Linked DNA regions of Anas platyrhynchos: region 1 is linked to region 2. Evidence: chromatin contacts called from public Hi-C data. All regions are on one chromosome and are shown on one strand. Each heading gives the region's core, a stretch centred on a gene start, on an enhancer-like site or on the middle of the called end of the contact. The rest is flanking DNA. Distances are from core to core; before and after follow the strand shown.

Evidence for each region. A called contact is a pair of places that touch in the nucleus more often than the background predicts.
Region 1: a contact with region 2 is called in a Hi-C map of F1 follicle, with 4 times the contacts expected there. The contact joins two enhancer-like sites. A contact is called at or near these places in 6 of 8 Hi-C or Micro-C datasets (F1 follicle, F5 follicle, liver and 2 more).

The regions. Positions count from the first base shown.
Region 1 is chr3:104,776,456-104,783,213 of IASCAAS_PekinDuck_T2T, forward strand. No RefSeq gene overlaps it. Among named protein-coding and RNA genes, the nearest start is that of ASAP2, 34 kb to the right of the region's middle. Within about 2 kb of position 3,361, at least 1 of the 8 cell types and tissues checked has an H3K27ac peak or open chromatin away from gene starts, as enhancers often do.
Region 2 is chr3:104,655,050-104,662,241 of IASCAAS_PekinDuck_T2T, forward strand. It overlaps MBOAT2 (membrane bound glycerophospholipid O-acyltransferase 2), which reads right to left. Exons shown (of 13, transcript XM_027455207.3): 7 at 6,329-6,512; 8 at 1,035-1,227. Among named protein-coding and RNA genes, the nearest start is that of KIDINS220, 26 kb to the left of the region's middle. Within about 2 kb of position 5,407, at least 4 of the 8 cell types and tissues checked have an H3K27ac peak or open chromatin away from gene starts, as enhancers often do.

The DNA of each region.
Region 1 (6,758 bases), core at 2,111-4,610, 120 kb after region 2:
CTGCCCCTGGTGGGATTCAGCTAACGCTCTGCAGCTATCGACTGGAAAAATTTGCTCCTCCCATTTCCTAACCTAGCAGTATCTTTATTAGAGGCTGGGAGATAAAATGGAGAAGCAGATACCTGGGTTTATAACTTCCTCCACCAACGTTCAGCGATGACTAGACAGAGGCATTGTACGGTCCAAGTAGCGACATCCAAAGCAGGCCAGATGCCAGAGCACAAAGAGCAGTGGCACGAACGTGAAATCCACTGTTCGGTTCCCATGGGTGAAAGAAAGCAAATGACCTCACCGCAGAGACAGAAAGCTTCTCGTGGCTATCAAAGGCCTGTGCAGGGTTATCCTCACCCACTCGCATAAGAGTTCTGGCCCAGGCCCCTTTTAGATACACGCCATCTCTTACAAGGTGTTTCAGATAGGAATACATTCCCAGTGCTGGAAAATGTTTTCCTTCACAGCCACATCAGGTTTCTCCTCAGATTTCTCCCTTTATGTCCTTTCTTAGTACTGCACAAAATTCTTCAGTTTCCTTGCTGTTTACACCTTGCCCAATGCTTATTTGCTTGTTAAACCCCTCAGTACCCCCTCTGCATTCTTTAAATTCCACACCATAAATTTTTGGTGTATTAACTCACTGCTCTGAAAGTAATACAAAACATCAGGCCTACAATGAAGAAAATAGGGATAATAACGCTGAGGAAAAAATGGAAACTAAGCAAGCTTCCAAGGCAAAAAGTTGCATAACTCTTCCACAGGATGTTATAGGCAGTAAAAATCTCTACATGTCCAGAAAACAACCAGATTCGTGGAAGGAAAGCACCTCAAATTCTATGAAAGAGCAAGTTACCACCTCTCAGCAGTTCCACTGCAAATCAATGAGAAGGATGGGAGGTGAGGTGGGGAAAAATCACTGCGAGCTTCCTGGCCGCTGCCAGGGAGAGGTTAACGAACTAGATGAACCTCTGGCCTGATTCAATGCATCAGTTCGTACGTGTGTTTGTTTTTTTTTAATTATCCATTTGGATTACTTGCCTGTTTGCTTCAATTTATCTACCGTATCAATCGGAAACTGCACCGAGAAGACAAATGACTATATTCATCATCGTGTTTCCAGGACAGAGGTCGGTGCTGCGGTACCTGGCTTGATAAAGGCACAGGCTTAAGACTTTCTCAAAGGAGTTTCAGAAAGAGCTCCTCAAGGCGCGTTCTCGTGTGGATGTGTGTAGCTGGGTGCAGGAGGCACCAGGCAGCCCAGCATTGCGGGGCCAAGCACAGCCCTTCCTGCAGCACTGCCTGGGCACTGGAAGCACCATGCATAATTCAGCTCCACCAGCCTCCGCGCTAGCAGGATGCATCGCTTACTGAAGCCCAGGGTAGTGCTCCTTATGAGCAGAACATCAGCACCCTGCAGTGCAACACTACTTACAGCCACCGAGGAGCCCCGTTCTCCCTGCATGAAGTTTGTCAGGATGAGCTCCAGGTCACTGCCTGAGGTTTCACTAACTCAAGCTTACACATTCAGGCCACTACATCTCATTTTCCTATCCACAGATTCCCCTTTCCTCCCTTTCCTCTTTTTCTGTTCCACTGAAGTGTGATGCTTGGTTTGCATCATTCATAAGAGGAAGTAATGGTGGGTAAGTGCCCCGAGCTTAGTGACTCTATTTGGGTCAGCAAGAGGTGAAACAGTTGGTGGAGGCTCATAGAAACAAACCAGAATGGGTTTCACATCTCTGTTTTCTTATATCATAGAAAACTCCATTTATCTAGTCTGAGGTGGAATTAAATATTGGATTTAACATCTTTAATTTACCTCAGTAGAGTAATTAAAAAAATCAGACTAATGAAGTTTAAAAACAAACCAAACCAAACAAACAAACAACCGGCATTTGATTGTTCCTTTAAGCTTAAATGCAGTGATTTATTGTTTAGAAATATGAAGCCCAAACACTCAATATATACCACTCTCTACTGGGAGATAAATTGTCCAAGGCAGTCAACCTTCAGCTTGATTCATTGCCACCCCTGGCACAAGCGAGGCATTGCAAATTGCAGACCTTACAGCCAGGTGTAGCCTCTGACTACATTTCTCCATAAGCAGATACAGAAATTGCAGCCCCAATAGTTTTAAAATTCTTGTAGTTTTGTAGTTTTATTCCTTTAGATAGCTTTTGCCTATTTGTCTACCAATGTAACAAATGTAGGATTCAAAGATCAATTATGTACTATTTTCATGAACATTTAATGTATTCTGCAATCATCTTACTTGGGCTAAGATAGTGACAAGCATCTGTGTTTATCCATGCAGTTCAGGCCATTTTCTTACTCTGGGAAGTCGAGAAAAACATTCCCTCCCTGTACCTAACAGCTTCAGTAAAGTGCCCCTTGCATTTGCTATACTTGAGTCCCATCTCTTCCTGAACATCAAGATCTCTGAACCAGAGAGAAAATGTAAGGCAGGGGGTATAATCACAGGGAGCAGACCCGGGCCTTTTGAGGATGCTGTGGGGTTTCCAAAAAGAATCTAAAATCTTTCTTGCAGACTAAAACATCTCCCTTTCCCTGGTGGGTGAAGTCAAAGCTCAATCTACCTGGAAGTGAAGAAATCTCCTTTTCTTAAAGAGCGTCACTATAAATGGCTCAGTTATAAATAAAAGCTGCAAAATAAATACTTTGTGCAAGAGACTATTTTTTAAGGCAGGAATATTGCATGGTGATTTAATTAAAAAATCCAGTGCTTTCTCCATCCTTTGACAAAGAAAACCAGATTCTTTCTTGCACTTTGAGGGGCACTGTTTCTCCTGGATTTAATTCTTGGATATTGTGGTGTTCACTGAGCCTCCATCCTCCAGCAAATAAAGAGAAGGATTGGAGTTCATCTTCCACCAAGCAATGAAATGTGTCAGTGAATGCTCCCGAGGACAAATGCTGCCAGCTGCAGATGTTCCCTGATGCACTTCACTCCTCTTTACTGTACTTCACTTCCCTTTCCATCCTATAAAATATTTGGGGCAGACACTCCACTCTGAACTGATTCATACCTGCTGGGAACAGTGTTCAAGAGCTCAGGAATAAAAGAACCTTCTTCATTTATTTGTTTTTACCTTATTAAACCAAAACCAGATTGTGTCAAATTATGTATTTGGTTGTATCACAATCATCTTAGCACATGTATCTGCAGTATTCAGCAACTTACAAACACATGTTCATACAAATAGCTTTATGCATGAGATATTTACAGTGGTTTGGGGGTTACTCAAGTACTGATGTCCTCGTGTGTTTGCATATGCAGGATCAGGGCACAGCTTTCTGGGTAGTCATTTGTAGACAGGGACATGATACGCTGTGTTTCACACTGTGACAGATCTTGTAGTAATACCAAAATCTTCAAGAAAGAATCCCACAAGAGTGTGACTCAGACCAGTCTTGACTGTCAGCATGAGTAAGGAATCAAATGCTCGGGGAAAAAAATAAAAAATAGGAAGCATCAAAGCAAGGAGCCACAGCTTTGTAACTGTTCTGAAGCATCTAAAGCCAAACCTAGCTGCCACCTGGCTGACATGAAGATGGTGAATGCCAATTAAAAAGGAATAATGAAGAATGTGAGATGGAGGACTACCCAAGGAATTCACATGAACCTGACTTTACCTGAAACCAGATGATCAGAGATAAGACTAGTAAAACAAAATAACTCATGCAGAACATACCTGACACGTTCAACCTTTGCAGAGATTGGAAAAGCCTTAAGCCTTGTTTTGAAGTTTGGTGTTCACACTACAAGACCATAGCTGTAATTTTCTGGAGAATATTCACATCAAATATTTTTCATGGTAAAAATATTGAAAAATAAACAATTTTTTCACAAAGTGGGAATTTCTTAAAACATTTCCTATTTTCAACCACAACTTTAGAATTACTTAATCAAACTTTGCGTTCTACTTTTTTTTTCCTGTGAATTTAGCAGGTTTTCTATGTTGTTTTGACTTGATAATTGAAAATTCTATTTCTGCATGAAGAGTCATATGCTGCCTTACAACATATGCATATGCAACATATGCATATGCTGCATTACAACAACACATAAGAGCCTCACAATCATTTATCTGCCAGATAAATGATTTTATTTTTAACCTGTTTTTAATTTAAATATTTTTAATTGATTCCGTGTAGCCATATGAAGTTCCTCATGGCTAAAGAATACTTTATTAATGTACTTGCAAAGTTACATATATATTAGACATTTTTCTACAGAAATCTCAAGAGGAATTTGGTCTGAAACTCACTAAAATCTGGTCTGTTGGTATGCAGCAACCTGTGGGGAGTGCTGGTCTTCCTCCTGTTCAGGCGTACAGCTTCTGGACATCACTTGTGCTGTGTGCCTGTAGACCACTGAGGATTTATTTCACATCCACTTTATTGCCAAGTACCTTACTCTGTTGCTTTGTTTGGGATTTCTAGGCATATGACAGCCTGGCAGAAGATAAAATTTGGAGTCCAAATACATCAGTATCCCAGTAGAGGCATCTGGTGACTAAAGATCCTGAACAAATAAACTTGTATTGAGCACCCAGTTCTGCAGTCCCTGCTCCTGTAGCCCTCTAGCACAGCAACGGTGTCTGGTGAAATAAAGAAAGCAACCTCAGGGAGATTTTATTTTTGGCATCAGTGGATGAAAGTTTTACTATTAATTCTCTTTCTTCGCCACTGATCTTACCCTTTTTTCCATTTTTCAGCAGGACGCTCCCTAATTTCCTCTCAGCAGGTTAAAGAAGTCTTTCTAAAGAAGTCTCCCTTGCCTCTAGGTGACATGTTCAGGGCCCCCAACAGTCCCAGCACCCTCCCCTCCATTTTATCAGCATCCATCCTAACTGGACAAAAACAAAAGCAAGAAAAAAAAAAATCCAGCCTGAAAACGGTATTTCAGATAGAGCCTCAGCAATACTAAATAGAGAGAGACAAGGCAGTTACCCAGCACATGAAGCCATGGCTATAAGCTTGTTAAATAACTGGATATTTTCATTTAGGAGTAAAGTGTCCTCAGAATACTTGACCAAAAATGCAGAAATTGAGGTCAGTCTGGCCCCACGCAGGCGCAGAGCCCTTTGGGGTGCATCGTAATGCCTTCAGCTGCCAGAATTTAACAAGATCTCCCTTAGTGATGGGGTATGAGCACAGAGCACCTGCCACCCAGCAGTCAGGACAAATGATTCAAGTGCTATTTTTCGGTTCCCTCACCAGCTGAGCCTGGTGGCAAGGGTGGGAACGGGAACCGCCCCAACTGGGACCAGTAGCTGCTGCAGCTCACCAGCTCCAAGGGACACAGTGACACACACGCCTTCCTGGTGACAGCTGTGAGCAACCACCAGACATTAACCCCAACTACTACAAAAACGAACAAACAAATCCCCAAAACCCATAGCTGCTCTTCAGTGACATTTGACCAGCTCTTGCAGGTCTCGAAGGGAGTTTGACTTTTGGTGTTGGCTCTTCATTTCTGGCACTGTTCTGACAGAAAGCAGGTGTGGATCACGTTATGCTGGCCCTTGATGGTGCTTGGCAGGACCATCTTTGCTGTTTTCTGCTCTCCACAGGATCTGAGGTTTTGTTCTGCTCAGCCAGGGCTTTGTCACATCTGCCACAGCTTTCCCCATGCCTGTCGCAGACGCAGCTGGACCCATGCTGCAGGTGATCCTGTCTCGGCCTCTCTTTCCTGTCTCAGGAAACTCTCCAGGCTGTGGGGTGGAAGTAAAGAGCTGAAGGAACTGAAGTTTGGAGGGTTTCGAGGGGCAGCATCTCCCTCTGGAGGCCTTCAGCAGCAACTGCCTGGCTCAGCTCCCACCAAGGCCTGGGGGAGAGGAGTTCTGGCAGAGCCCAAAGGTGCCACAAGGCAGATACCCCACACCTTGTCCTGCTTTCTGCTTCCCCCTACAGCCCCAAGGCTTCTGCCTGATGTGGCTGCAGCCTGACAGCAGCTCCAAAAGTTCCCGGACCCCCCTCAACCCCAGATGCAGCGGGTATATGTATACACAGAGCCTTTGGAAGAGCAGGGGGAAGGGGTGAGGCTGTTTCTGAAGAGGGTTCCCCCTGCCCTGTGCTCTGAACATGGGGCTGGGAGCTACCTACAAAGCAGCAGGGACCCCCCTCTTTGGGGCTGCTCAAATGTAACACCCCATCTGACCTGCTGCATGACATTTTTGTCAAGTATATTTGGCTTACAGCAAAGAAATTCTGTAAGTAGAACCAAAGATATCTAGGCAAGCAGTCCTTAAAAAATAAATACATCAAAATGTTACATTTGTAAGTTTAAGATTTCCCCCCCCCCCCTTTTTTTTTCCTGCTAACTGAAGTAACCTGTATTGAGAATTTAGCATCAACCTTTACAATAGCAAACTACATGTATCATGTTAGGTTAAATGTGTTTCACTTAGTACTTTTTGCTCTTCTTGTACTCCGTTTTTTAATTTCACATCAAAATAATTAATTTTTGTCCGGTCTTTTGAGCTTATGTCGATCTCTTATCCTTCAATACCAGTGAGCTGTATCTCATTGCCTTCTGTCACACTTTTAAGAGATCTGGTCAGACTGAAACGTAGTAAGTTGTAAAAGTTGTTTGAAAATACCATCCTGTAACGTCAGTACCTGGGAATAAATCAAAAGCTTCCATGGAATTTCAGCCAGTTTAGCTGGAATAAAATTCTGGACTAAAGAAGCCCTTTGAAATTGTACTGCTCAGTGCATTGAATGCAAAGTAATCAAAA
Region 2 (7,192 bases), core at 4,157-6,656:
TTGACGGATGATGGTATTGGTGCCTAAGAGCATAATATTCAAAAATATTTCATTCCACAACAAGCCCCAGAATTACTATATCCAGACACACTGAAAGCGCTTCATTCATTGACCGGGAATGAAACCAGCAGCTGTAAATGAGTCACGCTGCTCTGCTACACTGAGGCTTTCTTTATTGCATTGTTTCCCACAGATTTTCTCTCCTAAGACTTATGAAACAAATATGTAAAACTGAAGAGGAGGAGGAAACCAACGAAATCTGTTTTGTGAGACACATCCAATATGCCAACTTATATAAATACAGCATTCTGTTTTCCTGTTTTGTTGTTGTTGCTGTTGTTTTGTTTTTCTTTTATTTTAAATAACATATGAAATACAAAAGATAGTTTAAACTGTATCATCTATTCAGTGTCTTAGATGGGTGACTATGGGTGCCCTGTCATTTGTCAAGCAGAATTTTTCGCAAGCAAAGACTAAAAATGAAGTGCCATCCATCAAATTCTGGAAACACCACTGCCAACACTATCTGCTATTAACACTACTACACATCTAAATTTCAATATACTCGTTTTCCCTTCATGCTTGAAAAAAAAAAATCAAGCAAATTACTGCTAACGAACCAGAGAAAGAGGCTTAGAATAAGGCAAAGAATCAAAACAAAACACAAAACAAAACACAAAAGCACCCCCAAGGACTGTACATCAAACCAGTTCCATAATTTTTAAAAGGCAAAAAAGACATTGCTCATTAAAACACTGCCACTCTCCAAAAACCCTCACGTTTCACTCAGATTTGTTCAGTAGACCATGATCTCATTTGCAATACTGTCACAACATTGTGCTTAGTTTTATGATAGGTTTTGTTTCACGAAGAAAAGACATTGTTCAATATATTTGACAATCCCTTGTAATACTTAAATATAATAATGTTTGCCTAAGGCCTCAAGAGGGCACTGTCACTTCTTAATACATAGCATGCAGCATCTCAAAAGAAACTCAATGCATATAGTTGTGGGTGTTTTTTTCTGTACTTACCTAAAGTCCATGCAAAATAATATTTGGGTCTGGCAGCCATAAGAGACACGTATAGGTAGAAAAACCTTACAGGCCACGATGCTGTAGCTCGGAAGTTCTCATCAATGTTGTATTCCACAGGCAAAGTTTTGGTAATAGTCATGTGAAAGAGTAAGGAGAGTCCACAGACTAAGAGTTTCTGTGCCACAGCTACCTGAAAAGTTTAAGATAAGAAACTTTGTAAGCTTTGGTTTTTGGTAGTCTTATGGAAACAAGGGCAAGTTATAATTCTCCTTCCCTAACCAAATGTATATATACAACAATTTTTCAATAACGTTTACTACTAAATTTAAAACTGTTGGTAACATTTCATAGAGATTCATGAAATATCCTTATCTTGATGACACTGTGAGCACCACCACATCATCTGGCAAACTCAGAAAATCAAATTCAACTACACCGAGCCACTAGAAGACCCTTTCAATAATGGGAAGATCTTTTGCAATTCCAGTTTCTCTTCCATCGTGAAATTACCTAACCAAGTAAGATGCTAAGACATCGCAACACAAAGAACACAACCTAGCACAGAATGAAATGAGTACAATTCTTGCAGGGATTCCAGAAATAATGGCAAAATTTTAGTGCATTTTTGGTAATCTTTGGTGTAATACAGGTGTTCAACTGCTGCCCACCTCCATATATCAATCATCTCTGTTGGGTTACTACAATATCTGAATTCTAAACCAGTAAAATAAAGAAATAATTTATGAATTTACAACCAAAATACCTCAGTACTATAAAGATTTGTTTTCCCAACTAAAATGATCAAGCTATGAGGAGTCATATCATATGCTCACAGTCATGTTAAAAGGAAGTTCTTCAGCTAGAATCTGGACTCAAATTGCCCCAAAATTCAGTTTTGCTATAACCACCACAGTAAACTATGCTATTTTTAGGAAACCAGCATTTCTAAGTTTCTGTTATAAAATGCACAAAGCACTAATGCATGACGTTCACTGCTTTGAGTAGTTGCTATCATCCATATTGGATGATATCCAAGGGTGGATAGCACGGGCTGTGCAAATTCCTACAGGAACACACTAACCAAGCACCTCCAGATGAGATGGTAACTGCTGACTTCAGAGACTGCATGTATTTCATGCAGATCATCAGAGAGGATTAGAAAACCCAGCCAGTTAGACAAACCAGCTGGATAATTCAGGAGGCAACCACCTATCAACAGCTAAAGCTGGGGTTTTGTTATTTTTTTCTACTTGTTTTCTAATAATCTTCTTTTCAATACTTTATTACAAGAGTTCAAAGTAGAGGGCATTAGCTTTCTAAACATGTTCCTTTGTTTTTCTAGCAGCTATTAATCCATCTCCTTCTTTGCAAGAGCAAAGAGAAAGTTCAGCTGGCCAAACTTCTTGTCTTCAGTTCATATAGAAACAAATGCTACTCAGTTATTACTAACACTAATCGATCTTTAATTTTGGTAGGCAATATCTAATACATAAAAAGCTGGCTATTTGTAAATACAAAAAGTATTGATCCTAAACAACGAAGACAAGTTGCAAAGACTTAATTCAATAAAATTTTCAATGAAATTCATCTTAAGAAAGAACAATGAGCTCACACAGCTGTACTTTTACAAAATAAACTCTGCAGTTTTCAGTCTGTAGTTGCAGAGCTCTATGTACTGTAGGAGGAAGGTGTTTTTATTTAAATGATGTATTTCTACTCTTTTTTTTAGCACCAACATTTAACTACAAGGATGAGTAATATATGTGTCTGGATAATAATATCTAGACACAACATGACATATTATTTAATTTTGTTGTTGTTGTTGTTTTTTTAAGTCCCAGAACCCCAATCACACATGCTGACACCACTCAAAGGGATCGGTATAGTTGTATTAAAGTCCTTAGCAAACAAGGATGGAGACAAGCTCCTGACCCTACAAAGCCTGGGAGCTGCAGTTTCAGGACTGGTTTAAGCAGAGTTTCTGAAGAGCAATCCAAGCACAGGCTGCAAGGCAAAGAAGCAGTCCTTTCTTTTTTCCTCACCTTGACTGCAAGTTTTTCCTTCAAATGGAGTGAAATACCAATACCAGGTTTTGACTTTTTTTTTTTTTGATGAGCTAGCTTTAGCTGGGATCAAGTGATGTGAATCAGATCACCAAGCACATTAGCATTTATATGATAAGCAAATGACTTGGAAGCCCCAAGTTAATACTTGGGTTGGCCTCGATGGATTATAAAGTCACAGCCTGAGACTTGTTTAGCATACTCAAGTTGTGAATAAATTTACACAGAAACAGAAGGCCTCACCTGACACCAGAGTAATCTATTGTTCAATTGCCCATATAAATGCATTTGGTAAAGCATCGATTCACGTCATTTTACTTAATCAACTAGGCTATTGCTATAAACCTCTTTGCCAAGGCATAAATGGGTAATAACTGGCTTTCATGTTCCTGGGAGGATTGGTCAGTTTTTACAGGGATGAAGCAACTAATTTAAAAAAGTTTGAAGTTCATTTCACTCACTCTTCAAAGTTTTCAGTGCATCAAGTTGAAAAGTAAAATGTGTTTATTGTGGAATAACTCAAAAACTGCACTCCAAAACAATTGTTCCATTAATGACTTAAGAGAACATCAGCAGCAGGATATCTTTCACCTCATGTGAAGTAGAATATACAATTATTTTAAAACAAAAAGGTAGAAGGGCCTGACTCATTCAGTTTTGATGAATAAAAATTGATCATACCTGTATAAAAATATCAAATATGGTTAACACTGGGAAGGGAAAAAGATATTTAAGGTAGAAAACAGTGCCAGGAGAAAAAGAAATGTGCATAAATCAGATGGCAACGCAAGCAGGTTGAAAGCTGGATTCCTAATCAGTGAAAGGAGTTCGGGAACAGCTTTCTAATTGAGGCCATAAACACTCACTGAGCTCCAGATTATATAAATATATTGCTGTATGAACAATGTAATGTATATAAAATACATATAAAAAGTAGAAAAGGATCTTCTAAGTTTATGTGAATATTTTTTTTTGTTGTTCTTGGCTGATAAACAATAAGGAGCTCAATATCATATTGAAGTATGTTAAAGCATATCGTTTTGTGGAGGATAGCACCTCAATTAAAAATTACAGGTAATTAAGCAAGAACTTTGTAACTTGTAGGAAGAGTCTGCATAATATGCAAGAAAGCAGATATCTGCTGACAGGCATCTTGAATTTTAAGGGTAGCCATAATAAAAAGAAACTTACAAAGACAGATATTAATTTCTGAGAGTTGACACCACTTTGAGCACCAACAACTGATAGCTTGCAAAAAGGCACAATAGGAGGGATATAAGAAATGAGTTTTAATATGTTGACTTGATTCATTTAACATGCAATGAGCACAGCAAATCTACTAAACCAAGTTAATATCATGCAGTCAGCACACAGTATAGAGGAGGAGGCTGGCATGAACTACTTTTGTTATCTAAATGATAATTAACAAGAAATGAAACTTATTATACTCAACTCAGCTGAAGGATTTTTTTTTTTCCATTTACTACATTAACATTTTCTGATCCCCTTTATATTTCATTTTCTGAGTTACCTAACAATTTATTCTTCTTGAAATAATTAAGTAACAAGGAACACATTTAAAATATTAACATGAAGTTAATGGGCTGTAAGCATTCGTCTAGAACAAAACAATGAGTACTTTAATTGATGCAGCAAATGCAGTAAACAAATTATATCATCCATATTTCTCCAAAAGCACACAATACTCGCTGGTGTTATAAAATGCAGCCAGATTTCTCTAACACCAGTCGGGAGATGAAGTATCAACGCATAGACAGCTTCTCTTTATGTTTATGTCAAAGGCTAATGCAGCATGAATCGCAAAAAATGTCAAGCACTTGAAGAGCAATACATTTTAAAGAAAATTGCTTACCTGAAAGAAGAACATGTTACAGGTTTATGCTTTTATTTTTATTGACTTTGTTCAAATCACTAGCAAGATTATGTGGTAAAAAGCTATGAAGACCTACCAAGCACTCGGTAGACGAATGTCCAGAAGTAGTGATATTGACAGGTTTGGTTAGTTCCATTGTTTTGCAATAAATTTACTACACAATATTTTTCTCCAGAAATATGATTTTAGTACATAAGATGGGATGCATCTGTCTATTGAGCCAAGAGGATGTTTAAAAACACGTGTGCAACTTTGCCGACACAACATATCAATGCAGTCTACGGACAGACTGTGAGGTGCCCATCTAGGCAGAGAAGTCTCGTTTGTCCTCCTCCCTTCTTGACTACTTGCTCAACAGCACGTTTTTATGACCTTAGGTACTCTGTCAACATGTGGAACAGCTTCAAATATTATCATCTTCTAACCACTAGTTTACATTCCTGTGGTGCGAGTTACTACAACCACACGAGGCTCATAGAAGAGAATGTGGAAAAATCATCACCCACATTCACGGGATGGAAGTGGATAGAGATCCACTTAGTTCTTTGGATTAAAATGGAAAAGTAACAACCTTTGGGAGCTTTTGATTTTAACTCTGATCAACTGGACTTTCTTCTGTACAAATGTGTTCTCTTTTCCAACAAAAGAACAAAGAGAAAATAAAGAGACTGTATGGATGACTAGCCATCCTGTTACTTTTTTTTTTTTTTAATCTGAAAGTGTAGTAAAAGATGGACTATCCATTACAGTATACAGTTTTAGACAAGTTTGTAAACTCTCCATAGCATTATTGCTAGTCCATCTTTTACTACACCTTCAGATAAAAGAAAAAAAATATATCCATCCTTAGTACCTCTCTAGACATGTAAAACCAAAAAAGAACTATTTTCATGAGTACTTTTCAATTTAATGCATATGAATGTTTTCTACTTGCTGCATGCAGACATGAAAAACAGCAGAATTCAAGAATTTTCATGGAACTTTGCTGGAACTGTTAAGATGTGCAGTTCGTCCTTACCAGGACACTTTTGTACACGGTATATGCTTTGAAGAAAAGATGCATTAACTGCTTCATCAAAAGATGGCTTTTTACCATATAAGCTTGGTAGGAAGCACCAATTTCATTTACTTTTTTCCACAAGATCCAGGCTGGAAACCATGGAGAAAACCTGCCTTAAAGAATAAGTATCTAACTTCTGGAACAGAGAACTGTACTGTTGCTGAATGAACTCCAGATACAGCTCGGAAGTTATGCCTGTAAATGAACAGTGCAAATCAAGCTTTTCATGCAATGATTACATCAGCATCGGCACTGCAAGAGTCATACATCTTACATTTGGAGAAGGATCCGTTTGTTCATATTTTGTATCTTCCTTCCCATTTGCTTCAGACTGTTGCAGTTGGTATGATCTGCCTTCAATGAAATTAATATAGTCTTTGTAAGAGCATAACGGGCCTGCCAGGATACCCATGAAATTACAGTTGTAACTTAAATACTCCAGTAGACTTGGCATGCGTCTGCAATTCAAAGACAAGCAGCTCGTGAGATGGCATGTGTGTTTCCACAGAATTTCCACAGTAGGAGAAGTCATACTGCACGTCATTGTTCACTTTAAATGCAACAAGAACCAAACGCAGAAAAGCACTTCATGTGTATTTTGCAATCACAACTTAAATCATTCTAAACACAGCACTGCTTTCCAATCTCTACTGAGCATTTTCAGACTGATGTCTTTAACTCTGGTGACTTTCTCCTTGCCCTGAGGAGGCATTTGACTAAAGCTGAGACTGGGGAAGGAGAAGGAAGGTGTTTCCCCAAGTGTTCAATTGTTTCTGTTTTCTTTTTTCCCCTCAGTAACTGAATCAGTAAACAAAGGTGTGTGTTAACTGGCAATAAATTAAGTTAAGCAAAATTTCTCAAGTCAAGACTTTTGCCCAGGACAACATATTATTTTCAAGTCTCCTGAAAAAAGAAAGGAAAAAATGTAAGTTAAATGCTGAAAAACAGAAATTAGACAAATATGTTCCTTCACCAACTACTTTATGTGTGTACTAAGTGTTAACTAGTCTCCTATCTGATCCAGCATTAATTTGCATATAATGCATAGAACTTTGGTTTTATACTTAAGAAAAACATTCCATTTCAAGTGGTATTTTCCAGGAGAATAAATGCATGTAATTAAGTTATAAATATACAA